Linked DNA regions of Sus scrofa: region 2 is linked to region 1. The links are chromatin contacts, called in public Hi-C maps. All regions are on one chromosome and are shown on one strand. Each heading gives the region's core, a stretch centred on a gene start, on an enhancer-like site or on the middle of the called end of the contact. The rest is flanking DNA. Distances are from core to core; before and after follow the strand shown.

What was found. A called contact is a pair of places that touch in the nucleus more often than the background predicts.
Region 2: a Hi-C map of liver shows a contact between it and region 1, with 2.8 times the contacts expected there. The contact joins two enhancer-like sites. A contact is called at or near these places in 1 of 47 Hi-C or Micro-C datasets (liver) and 1 of 2 datasets of contacts at active chromatin or transcription factors (skeletal muscle).

The regions. Positions count from the first base shown.
Region 1 is chr1:16,500,964-16,506,899 of Sscrofa11.1, forward strand. No RefSeq gene overlaps it. Among named protein-coding and RNA genes, the nearest start is that of ZC3H12D, 40 kb to the left of the region's middle. Within about 2 kb of position 3,163, at least 26 of the 83 cell types and tissues checked have an H3K27ac peak or open chromatin away from gene starts, as enhancers often do. A contact at or near this core is called in liver, where this site is marked.
Region 2 is chr1:16,676,741-16,683,332 of Sscrofa11.1, forward strand. No RefSeq gene overlaps it. Among named protein-coding and RNA genes, the nearest start is that of TAB2, 68 kb to the left of the region's middle. Within about 2 kb of position 4,486, at least 19 of the 83 cell types and tissues checked have an H3K27ac peak or open chromatin away from gene starts, as enhancers often do. A contact at or near this core is called in liver, where this site is marked.

The DNA of each region.
Region 1 (5,936 bases), core at 1,913-4,412:
CTGGGTTTCAAGTGCACCAGACCTTAGGATGGCCCCATTCTCCTCCACCCCCCAATGCTGGCCCCACCTGAGATGGGAGCTGTGTGTTTATTCGCTGCTCCCTTCATTGCATCCACAGACAGCTGTCTGTGGGAGGAAGTTGGAAGGGGCTGCTGCTACAGCGCCCGAGGTATCATTGTGTTGATCTTGCTAGTCCTGGGACTGTGGCCAGATGAGCACCTAGGTGGGAGACTGCCAAACCCCTGTGGGGGAGGAAGTGGCTCTTCAGAGTCTAAAGGTGACCTGGTTCCCTTTCAGTCACTTTTGAGCCGATGCCCTCAGGAAGCTCTCTGGATCACGACAGCTCAGCCCAGCATCTGGCAGCCAGGCTGAAAATGAAGGGTCGAAGGTCTGACCCAACTTGGTAATTACTTTAATCTGAATTCCTGAGGAAACAACGTCACCTCTCTGTCCTCATGGAGGAATGACGCACCTATCCCCCTGCCCAGAAACAGGAAGGGTGCTGCGGAACTAAACAGAGGCAGATGGGCACAGCACTCAGAAACCAGCTGGATGCTGTATTTACTGACCCCATGACTGACAGACACCGACCGGCCGGCTGACTGACCATGATTGATGGGTTGACTGACACTGACTGACAGACACTAAGAGGCTGACTAACAGATGCTGACTGACAATGATTGACAGATTGACACCAAGAGACATCAGCACGCTGACTCTGACTAACAGGTTCTGATGACTGACACTGGGTGACTGACTCTGACTAACAGGTTCTGACTGACTGACTGACATCTACTGGTTGACCAGCAGACACTGACGGACACTGACTGGCTGAATGAGAAGATGACAACTGTGGTCAGGGCCTGTAGCTGTGGGGAGTGATGACTCAAATAGGATTGGAAAACCGCAATAGTGTTGATTTTATCTGAAGTCACCTTGCCCTTGTCTTCAAGTGTCTGCTTGATTACGACCAGCCACAGTAAGCCTTGAAGAGTTTCACGGCTGCCATTCCTGATGAGGCAGGCTGTGGAGGCATTTTTTTTCTCCAGAGGAAGAATGAGAAGCACAGGATGGAGACAGGACGTCTCTCCTTATGGCAGTGTGTTCTCCAGACGGGCCCCTTTCTCTCTCTCTTTCGGGGGCCAGACATTTCCTGCCTGCTCCACGGTGCTCTGGCTCTGAATGGTCACTGGTGGCTCCTATCCCAGCTCTTTCCTTGTCATTAAGCTGGATGTCCCTAACAAGATGCACACCCTTCCATGGTTGGGATTCTGTCTTTAACCTTGTCTCTCCATCAGCCCAGAGCCCAGGCAGGCAGGGCCAGCAAGGTTATGTTACAGAAACAAAATGGTCCCCACCCCCCAATGAAATCACAGAGTTCATTTCGCTATGTGCTCTGTGTCCATGGTAGGTTGGCTGGACTCTGAGTGCAGAGACCGCTCTCAGATGGCCAGGTTCACTGCTGTTCACATTTCATTGGCCAAAACAAGGGACATGGTAACACCTAACTCCCTTGGGGCAGGAAAATGCAGTCCTACTGTATGTCGGCCTATGAGAAGCCTGTTTGGAGAATAGCAGTACGACCATTTGCTTGTGGTTTAGAGAGAAATGTTTCTTGTTTGAAGACCTCATTGGAAGGAATGAGTCGATGCAGGCTACATCCATTTAAGAGAATACTGAAAGCAAAACAAACAGACAAAAAGCACACTGTAAGCCACTGAAACCGTATCTTAGGAGGGTGTTAATGGCAGAAAATGTGGAGTGTACATTGAAAAGTAGGTTATAAAAAAGAATGTATCAGAGTTCCTGCTGTGGCGCCTTGGGTTAAGAATCTGGTTGCAGCGGCTTGGGTCACTGCAGAGGTGCAGGTTCTGGCCCCAGCTCAGCAGCAGCATAAGTGGCAGCTGTGGCTTGGATTCAATCCTCTGGTCCAGGAACTTCCATATGCTGTGGGTGCAGTCACTAAAAAAAAAAAAAAAAAAAAAAAAAAAAAAAAAAAAAAAAGAAAAGAAAAGAAAAAAAAGACTGCAACATATGATCTCTTTTTTTGGTTTGAAAAATACACGTTTCCAGCAAAGAACCAAAGAAAATTTACTCACAGATCAAGAGAATATATCTGGGCAGGGAGATTATGATTACAGGTGACCCTCTCTCTTTGGTTCCTATACTTTTCTAAATCTTCTACAGCTAGTAACTTTGGTAACAGAAAGAAAAAAAATTCCTTGCTAAACAAACAAAATTCCTTGCCTTCAAAAAATAATAAAATACACATTCATTATAGAAGATGCAGAAAATGCAGGCATCTTGAATTGACATCTGATAATACCAAGCTGTAGATCCTTCCAGACCTCCTTCTGTACATGCATGCATATTTATTTATTTATTATTATTATTATTATTTTTGCTGTTTTTTCAGGGCCACACCCTTGGCATATGGAGGTTCCCAGGCTAGGGGTCCAATCAGAGCTACAGCTGCCATCCTACACCACAGCCACAGCAACATCAGACCCCAGCCCCGTCTGCGACCTACACCACAGCTCACAGCAATGCCAGATCCTTAATCCACGGAGTGAGGCCAGGGATCGAACCCGCAACCTCATGGTTCCTAGTCGGATCGCTTCTGCTGCGCCACGACAGGAACTCCCACCTGCATATTTAAATAAAAGAAAATCCTCCAGGGCTAGAGGCCGGGTAGCACTAGGCTGATGTCAGTCTGGTGAGCATCCTGGGCAGGCCCTGGTCCCCAGGAAGTTGGAAGGATCTTGAGAGGCACCATCCCCCACCCCGCACAATCGCCTGTCTGCTGGCTGCAGCGGCTGTTTGGCCAAGACCCATCGTCTCAAGGCACCCCAGGCACGAACACTTAGATCTGGGAGGGACCTACTGCAGGGCGAGCGGGCCGCTCTCACTGCGGAGGCCTCTGGGACCTACCGCCTGGGAGAGGAGGGAGATGGACATTTCCCATTCTCTGTTTGTGTTCTTTGAGTTGATTCAGCTCCAGGGAATTTTTTTGGTCAATTCCTGTTTTAAAATAACTCTTCATGATGGGTTTGGTGTAAATACAGTTGATTTATGGCTCCGCTGACCTTTGATTTGTTGGCACAGCCCTGCCCGGGGCCCGGGGCTTTCCTCGGCTTGTTTACCCGGAGTGAGCTAGGAGCCGCTGAGCCAAGGAGGGTTCCCTTTTGCTTCCGCCCCAGGTCCTGACCGTGTGGCCCCTGCCCTCAGGGTTCACACCCCGGTCAGAGCTCAGCCTCATCTCAGACAGAGTGGCAGTTATCCTTTGGACTCCCTGGACCTCGTCACTCATCGTCTCTAGCTTTTAACCCCTTTCCAGAAACCTCCAAGGAGACTGACCAGGGCTTGTCGCATGGCATGGCTGCCGCTGGCTCCTGCCCGCTCCTTGCTGGGGGCTGAGCCAAAGGGATTCTGATGGGTTAGCCTGTGACAGAGTCTCTGAGCACAGCCAGGGCCTGTGGCCCCCTGGACCCTGGGACTCAAGCCTCCTTCTTGGGGTGAGGGCTGTGCTAGAGTCACTGCCTCTGGTGGGAGGACTCAGTGCTTCTCCATCCAGAGGGAGCCCGAAGGATACTCCTTCCTGGGAGGCTTGCTCAAGGCAGAGTTTTCAGATCCAAGACCATTCCAGGCAGGGATGGACAGTTGTTTTCTTTGTGAAGCAGAAGCAGAAGGCATGGCTGTCTGCTGGGACTGCTGGGGGGATGAGGATTTTCACATAAACTTTTTCCTTTTTATGGCCACACTTGCGACATATGGAAATTCCAGGGCCAGGGGTCAAATTGGAGGTGCAACTGCAGCCTACGCCACAGCCAGAGCAACATCGGATCTTAGCCACATCTTCAACCTACACTGCAGCTTGTGGCAATGCCCGATCCTTAACCCACTGATCAAGGGCAGGCGTCAAACCCACATCCTCACAGGGACATCAGGTCCTTAACCTGCTGAGTCACAACAGGAACTCCAACACATAAATTTTTATAGCAGATTTATTTGTGATAGTCAAATACTGGAAACACCCTGAATGTCTATTATCAAGTGACTGAATAAACAGCTTGTAGCGTAACCATGCAATGGAGTGCCACTCAGCCGTGTAAAGGAAAGAACGGTGTAAAAGCAGGTGTAACATGAATTAATTTCAAAATAGTGATGCCGAGTCAAAGAAGTCCATCAAACAGGAAAAGCTACTGTATGATTCCATTTCTGTAAAACTCTAGAAAATGTAATCTGATTTCTGGTGCCAGTTGGGAGAAGTAAGGGGGGGATGACTAAAGGCTACAGGGCGTGATGAGAATGTTCTAAATTTGATCATGACGTTGGTTGTACAACTCTGTGCATGTACCAAAAACTGTTGCGTCATATACTTTAAATGGGCGGCTTGTAGGTATGTGTATTATACCTCAATAAGCTGTTACAAAAGCAATAAGAAAAGGAAAAGAATGGAAGCCGGTCTGAGGGACAAATCTTCCTGTATCTCTCTGTGGAGCAGGGACCACACTGCAGAAACATGTGGCTGGCTCGGAGTTCCTGTCGTGGCGCAGCAGAAACGAATCCGACTAGGAACCTTGAGGTTGCGGGTTCAAGCCCTGGCCTCGCTCAGTGGGTTAAGGATCTGGCATTGCCGTGAGCGGTGGTGTAGGTCACAGACACAGCTTGGATCTGGCGTCGCTGTGGTTCTGGTGGAGGCCAGCAGCTGTGGCTCTGATTAAACCTCTAGCCTGGGAACCTCCATATGATGTGAGTGCGGCCCTGAAAAGACAAAAGATGAAGAAAAAAGAAAAGAAAAGAAAAGAAAAAGAAATATGTGCCTGTAGCCTGGGTCCCTGCAGGTTCTACCATCTCTAAGGGCTTTTGTTAAAGCTGCTCCTGCAGGGAACTGACCGCCCTGTGCTCCACAGTGGCGACAGCCTGGTCCCCCCAGGAGAGGGCACTCTGTTGGCAATAATCTGAGCGCAGCTCTGGGTTGTGGGCAGGGCTTTGCCCCATGACAGTACTGTTATGACATTAAGGGCTGCAAAAGCAGTGACTTGAAGCAGCCACCAAGCACCCACTGTTACTGCGCCACCAAGAAAACATCTGGGGTCCAAAGTTGCCACTGACCCTGGCCTTGGAGTCCCTGGGCCACAAAACCATGGGACAGGTTTGTGGGTGCAGAGCTGACAAGGTGTCTAAACCAAAGGAGACAGAGAACCTGGAGCCACTTGGGCTCCTTGGGCAGGGCAGGGATCCTTAGGTGACAGGTTGCCCGGGACTGTCCCAACTTGAGCGTTCAAAGTCCCCTGTCCCTAGGAAACCCCTCAGTCCTGGGCAAACCAGACAGTGGGTGACCCCGTTTCCTCACACATCGATGACCCCTGAGGCAAAGGGCCAGATCCAAAGAGTCCCGAAATGCGACCTGAAAGTGCTTTTGCCCTGTTTCCATTTGCCTACCCACAATGACTGGAATGTCTCCTGGAGAAGGGAAAGAAGAGGGTTTTGTCTTTTTTTTTTAGGGCTGCACCTGCAGCATATGGAAGTTCCCAGGCTAGGGATCGTATCTGAGCCACAGCCACAGCCATGTGGGATCCAAGCTGCATCTGCAACCTGCACCACAGCGCACGGCCACGTGGGATCCTTAACCCACTGAGCGAGGCCAGGGATCGAACTCTCGTCCCCATGGATACTTGTCGGGATCATTACCACTGAGCCAGGACGGGAACTCCAAGAAGAGGGTTTTGATATAAGCCTGGCAACTCATTTTCCAGGAACACAAAACTGGACCCTAGGGAACCAGGCCCTCGACCGGGGGACCTGGGGTGCCCAGTGGGCACCTGCCTCCCTCAGACCAGGTTACCTCTTACTGACCGTGATGGTTAATTTTATGTGAACTTGCCTGGGCCCTAGGGTGCCCAGATGTTTGGTCAAATAGTATTCTGGGTGAG
Region 2 (6,592 bases), core at 3,236-5,735, 180 kb after region 1:
TTGTTATTGTTGTTAGTTGATTATCTATCCCTTGAATTGGTTTGTCAAATCAGTGACAAGTGAGGGTCTGAAACAGAGTAGGTAAGAACTGACCATAAGGAAATGAGGAAAGAAAAGCGTGGAGGAGACACCCATCTGCACAGGAAAGCAGAAACCTGAGAGGGAGACACCGGGTGAGCACGGGAGCAAAGGGCAAGGGAGAGAGAGAAGCCTTCAACTGGAGTTGGCTGTTAGGGCAGGTCCTGGGTTTGTAGGTCCTGGGGGCATGTTTTTGGGGGGCCCAAGGCTCAGGAGAGGTATGGAAAAGAAACTAGGAGGTGGTACTAAAGTGTCAGGAGCGGGGTTCTGCCTGCTTAGTACTACAGATCAGCCACAGGCACTGTGCTAAACTCTGGGGAGACACAACATGGAATTGTGCTGGTAGACTAGGTGCCTGTGTGCCTGTGTGCATGCATGTGTGCATGTGCGTGCGTATGTGTGTGTGTGTGTGTGTGTGTGGGTGGGTGTGGGTGTGGGTGTGTATGTAAGAGAGAGAGAGTATTTGGGGGGGAGTAGGGAGATGAGACTGTAGCATAGCAAAGTTTGAAAACAGGTGACTAAAGAGAAAATTAAAGAAAATATAAGAAGGCATCTTGAAAATATGGTTGTGCCCATCTGGCTCCCTCTTCTGTGTAATTCAGCATGTGTATGCGTGTGCATGTGTGTGTGTGTGTGTGTGTGTGTGTTTGTGTCTGTGGGTGGTTGGGAAGATGGGGTGAGGAGCGGAGGAAAAGCTGCCACATGTCCTTAGAGAGACAGAACTATGGCAGAAAATGGATGGAATTGATGGTGGCTGAGACAAGAAAGAAAGCATGGCAGGTGCCCCCAGCTCAGGTCAGGAAACAGGCCAAGGAGGAGCAGCGATGGGACCGCCCCTGGAGGTCTCGCTCCTTTCACAGCAGAGCTCCAGAAAAAGTCTTGACTTAGCTTGTGGATCACTTCATTTCCCAGAGGGAACAGGGAGAACGAGGAAAACTGCTGCCTTCGGTAATTTTTAATGAACAAGGCAGGAATCGAGTTCACGCAGTGCTACTTATGGGCCTCTTGGGAGAGAGTCTGTAATCGCCGGCGAGGCAGCGTACAATTTTTATAAACTCTAAATTGGTGGAATGCTGGGTCGCTGGCTCAGACCGTACAATTTTTATAAACTCTAAATTTGTGGAATGCTGATTTCTTAAAATTCAGGGGAAAGATGGACATGATTCCATTGCCTGGGACTTTGGAAGAGAGGGAGGCTTCACAAGACATAATAGACTCACACCTGGGACTCACAGAATGGAGGCACCAGGAGCTCTGTACCCAACTTTCCACCTAAAGGGCCAAGTCCGAAAGCTGGTAAGAAAAGCAAATACCTAAGACAGAAAGAAGGAACAGGGGAAACCGAAGAAAAGTGTCAGGAATGCCCAAATCCCAGATGAGCTGAGGGCTGCGAAAGGGGCTGAAGACTGGACTGGTCAGAAGTTCAAGGGGAAAGCTGGCATGATGAGAAAGCCCAGTGGTTAAAACATTGGCTTGTATGTCTTCCATATAAGGAGTACCATGCCCTGCAGTTGTTTGAGAATGGAATGAAATAAAGGGTATGAAGCACTTGGAACTGTGGCTAGACCGCAGTGGGAGGCACATATGAGGGCCTGAGGCCACCTGTGTCCTTGCAGGCACCAGGGACATGGCAGTGAACCAGGCGGGTGTAGTCCCCCTCACGGAGCTTCCATTCATGGGGGGAGAAGTACAGGCTACCATGAGAGTGGCAGGGGGTGTCGGGGAGAGAGAGCTCTTACCTGAGCAAGAGGGACTTAAACTGAGACCGTAAGAGGGGCATGGAGAGGACGTAGGAGCAGCGGGGGAGGGGAGCCTGCCGAGGTAAGGAACTGAAAGTCGGCCACACTGGGGGGCGTTGACAGCAGAGCCAGTGGCTTAGAGAAAGCAGAACTCTGGCCCTTTCTTTCTGTTTTGTTTTAGACTTTTTGGCCAATAAGAAATAATTGTTGTCGTCTCTGTGTCCAAATACCTGTCTACATGTCACACGTAAGACTTAGAATTTTGTTATTGTTGACATGGAAGAGGCCTTGATAGTGGAGAGGTGAAATCAAAAGAGAGCCTTGCTCTTCAAGAGGAGAGCAAGGTCCTTCCTTGAGCCTGCTGGCTCTTGTCAAACTGGCCAAGCTTCATGCCCTCGGAGCACCTGTCAAACTTGGGACTTCTTTGACGTCCTGACTTTTATTTTAAAAAGTTGCTGTTGGGAGTTCCCTGGTGGCTCAGCAGGTTAAGGATCTGGCGTTGTCTCTGCCTTGGCTCTGGTTACTGCTGTGGTTTGGTTCAGTCCCTGGCCCAAGAACTTTTGCATGCTGCGAGAGTGGCCAAAAAAAGTTGTCAAGCAGAAAACATAAGAACTTCCAATGAGTAGTCTTATAAAAAGCTTTGTTTCAGCAGTGCACACTAGGTATGTAGACTGAGAAAAATCATCCTGGAGAATGTGAGTTTACACTTACTGGAAACTGTTTCCCACAACGTGCCAGAAGTAGACTATGGAACATAATTACTTCTCTATGCCTGGACAGGCCATTTGTTTTTGGGAGCAAATTTTAGGCAGTCATTTCCCTGTGGGATAGGAGCACATCACTGATTTAAAAAAAAGTTCAGTGGCCACTGTATAACTTTTAATGTGTAAAGGCTCAAGAAAGGGGGATGGCTATGCAGAGAGATTTGTTGCAGCGTTGCTTGGAGAGCTGCAAAGCTGGAAGCCATCCATCAGGAGGGAAGGGTGAAGTACCAACAGTGTGGACACCGTGCTGAAGGGTAGACGGTGAAGGATACTTAAGTGGGCAAAGCAAGCGACGCAATAAAGGATGTGCTGCTTGCACAGTTGTCACAGGAGCGACCAATCGCCTCGAGTTTGTGCACAGGTATTGTTATCTCCTTGGACAAGCGTGGATAAAAGTATTACCTCCTCAGGAAAGTAAGGTTGGAAGGGTGTTAGGAGGAGAAATAACTTTTAATTGATGTAACTATGGGCTCTCTTCTTGAGTTAGACAAGTTTGCATTACTTCTGTAACGTGAAATTTGATTTTCTAAATACATTAAGGAAACAATTTGAACCAGATAGCAAAAGGAAGGAGAAACAAAGAAAAATGTCATGGTGCTGTCGCATCCTATAGTATAATATAAAACTACATTTTTTTGGGCATGCGGAAGTTTCCAGGCCAGGGATCGCGCCTGCATCAAAGCAGTGACAACTGTGGATTCTTAACCTCTGGGCCCCCAGGGAACTCCGAAACTGCAATTTAGAGTGATGTGCTGTGAGATAATGGCATCCAAGCTCTTCTGTCGTGAATGTTCAGGAGACTTAAACAACACGCCACGGTGATCTGATGGCCATGAGCCCTCTGGTCATCACCACGTGTGCCAAGGGGGCTCTTCGCCTGGTTTGAAAAGCCAAAGGCCCACTCCATCCAATCACCATCCACTTTCCGAAAGCTGAATCTTTCAGCTCCACTGACATGCACCCCGCCCTCCAATGTCACGCACTCCCTCTGTCACTTCCCAAAGTCCATGACTCGAACCCTCTCCCACAAAAGGCACTTCACACCTGCCTGGCAAACTCTTAGCATCTCGGTGAAGGGTGGGCCCCTGCAGCTGGATGCCTGAGCTCAAACACCAGCTCTGTGACTGGGAGCTCCAGGATTCATGCCCTCAGGTTACCCAAAGTCTAAGAGTGAGGGGTAAGGGTAGAAGTTTTCATCGAGAGAATCATGGACGAAATATACCCAGGACACTGTGCAGGCAGCTGAGGGAACAAGAAGGCAGGAGTCAAAAAGCCGTGTCCTGGGAAGAGGTGGTGCCCAGACGGACGAGGGAGATGAGTGGGAGGGAAGGCAAGCAGTGTCTATAGCAGGACATAGCAACTGGCTCCATCTCTCTGTGCTTTAAGACATAGGGATCATACTGGGTCTATACACAGGTCTTAGGAGAATGAAACAAGTTAATACATTAAAAAAGGTTTAGAGAAGAGGCTACATTGATGCTGGATGGGTGGAAAGAACCCTGGTTGGAGAAATCCCTATCAGAGACCCTTCTTTATTTAGGCTGTTTCCAAATACTCTAGGAAGCCTCAGTGCTAGTGTTTGCATATTGGTACACCTGGAAGTACTCACACGTTATGGGTATACAGTGCCTCATTTATTGTTCTTTATATAGTCACGTTCCAACTTAAATTGTGTGCTTCTCGGTGCATGGTGTGTATTTACCTTCTCTGATGTTTTATTCTGTTGCCCATTAAGAGAGCCTACGCCTGACTGTTTTGCCTAATGAGATGGGGGACTCCCGGAGGGAAGAAGCATAGAGTGATTTCTCTTGGGGTCTCCTAAAGACCGTGACCCCCATTTCAAGGGCTTGTTTTCAGAGTGCACAACATAATGAGAGAAAAGGAACTCACCCTTAAATGAAGAACCTTCGATCAGCTATGCCCAGGTCCACGTTTCAGTTTCATTTCCTTTCACCGACTCCTCCCCTTTGATGGTGTACCAAAGTGAAAACAATCAGGAGAGGTAGGATCCTTAAAATGAACTCTTAAAGGGACGTGGTTAGGAAGAGATTCCCTTCAAAGAACAGCCCTTTAGTTTCAGGGAACCCTTTCAGTCAAGCCAAAAGCTTGGGTTAAGTCAACAAGTTGCAAAGACAGATCATTCCTATTCTGTTTAAAGAGAAAACATCACATGATAGGGTAGAAGGGCTCCGATGAAGTGTCTCCTGTCTTTTAGGTTATGGGGGCGGGGAAAGGTTTGCGCAAACCTATTTCCGTTTCCTAGTACACAGAAACTAGATACAATATCAATCTGTTATAAATAAACATGATATCCCCTCCAACATTCGTCAGTGCTTCTGACCAGTCAACTTGATCCGTGCAAACGAGATGCCTTGAAAACCCTGTCCTGGATTTTAGAGCTGAAGAAGATATACTGATTATAAAAATATTTTTATGTCATTATATATCTTAATAAAACAACACTCATGTCTGGAGTGTACGTCAGTCTGGAAAGCCTGCCCAAAGCCAGATCTATTTATTTAAATCCGGAAAGGCAAACGGCCATGCTGGCAGCCTTTCAGCTCATCATGCTCTCATGGTTGAATGCAGATAATAATAATTGGGGTGCACCCCAGCAGATTTCTGAAAGGAGGGAATTAACCCCTATGTTTACGTTATGAATCAGCAGGGAACTATTTCAGACTCTGAGACCGACAGCAGGCACAGCTGATTCTTCTCTTTAGACTTCAAACACACGTGGAGTTCTTACTGGAGTTTCAGACTCCGATTCTAATTTCTGGGAATGCCACTTTATAACGAAGTGATGAAAGGGCTGGGTTCCCAGCGTTAACAGTTGGCTGTTCCTCCTGAGGAAGAGACCTGGCCACCCTTGGATGGTTTGTCCAGGAATTTAATGGCTCCTCTTGGTCTAACAGTCTCCTGGAGAGGAGATGGGCCATCCTAATGTCAGACCATTTTCTCCAAGGCAAAACAGCCCCAGACCAGAAGCTCGCCCCAAGAGAAGCGTTACATGGTCCCCAAGAAAATGGTGTTTATTTCACATCAGAAGTTCTCTTAAACCATTCATTTGGGGACACTCCAACTTTGTTGGCAGCTCAACCCCAGAGGAAATGTCTCCTGCTGGGGATTGTAGATGTTATTAAATCTTCAATTTACTTTCATCGGGAGAAATTCGCTTCTTATTTACTCAAGGACAACTTTAGGTACCTTGGCATAACACACACTAACTGCTATGGATTGAACATTTGTGTACCCCCCAAATTCCTATGTTGAAGGCTTAACCCCCAAGGTGATGGTATTTGAAGGTGAGGCCTTTGGGAAGTAAAGTTTAGGTAAAATAAGGAGTATGGGGCCCCAATAATGGAGTGAGTGCCCTTATAAGACGAGGAAGAGAGCAGTAGGTTAAAGGATCGGATTTAGTCCTTGGCCCGGGAACTTCCATATGCCATGGGTGTGGCCATTAAAAAAATTAATAAAAACAACAAAAAAAGGAGTTCCCTTTGTGGCTCAGTGGTTACCACACCCAACTCGTATCCATGAGGACACAGGTTTGATCCCTGGCCTTGCTCAGTGGGTTAAGGATCCGGCATTGCCGTGAGCTGTGGTATAGGTCGAAGATGCGCCTTGGATCCCATGTTGCTGTGGCTGTGGCATAGGCCAGTGGCTACAGCTCCTATTGGACCCCTAGCCTGGGAATCTCCATATGCTATAGGTTCATCCCTAAAAAGATAAAAGACCAAAAAAAAAAAATTAAGAAAAAAAGAAGAGGAAGAAACTAGGATGCTCTCTCTCTGTCTTCCCCCCTCTCTTTCTCTCTCTCTCCCCTCCACCATGTAAGGATGCAGCAAGAAGACTGCTGTCAGCAAGCTGAGAAGTGGTTCTCAACAGACACCGAATCTGCGGGCATCTTGATCTTGGACTTCTCAGCTTCCAGGACTGTGCGAAATAAATGTGTGCCGTTTCAGCAGCCCCGTCTATGGTCTTTTCTTATAGCGGCCCAAACAGGCAACA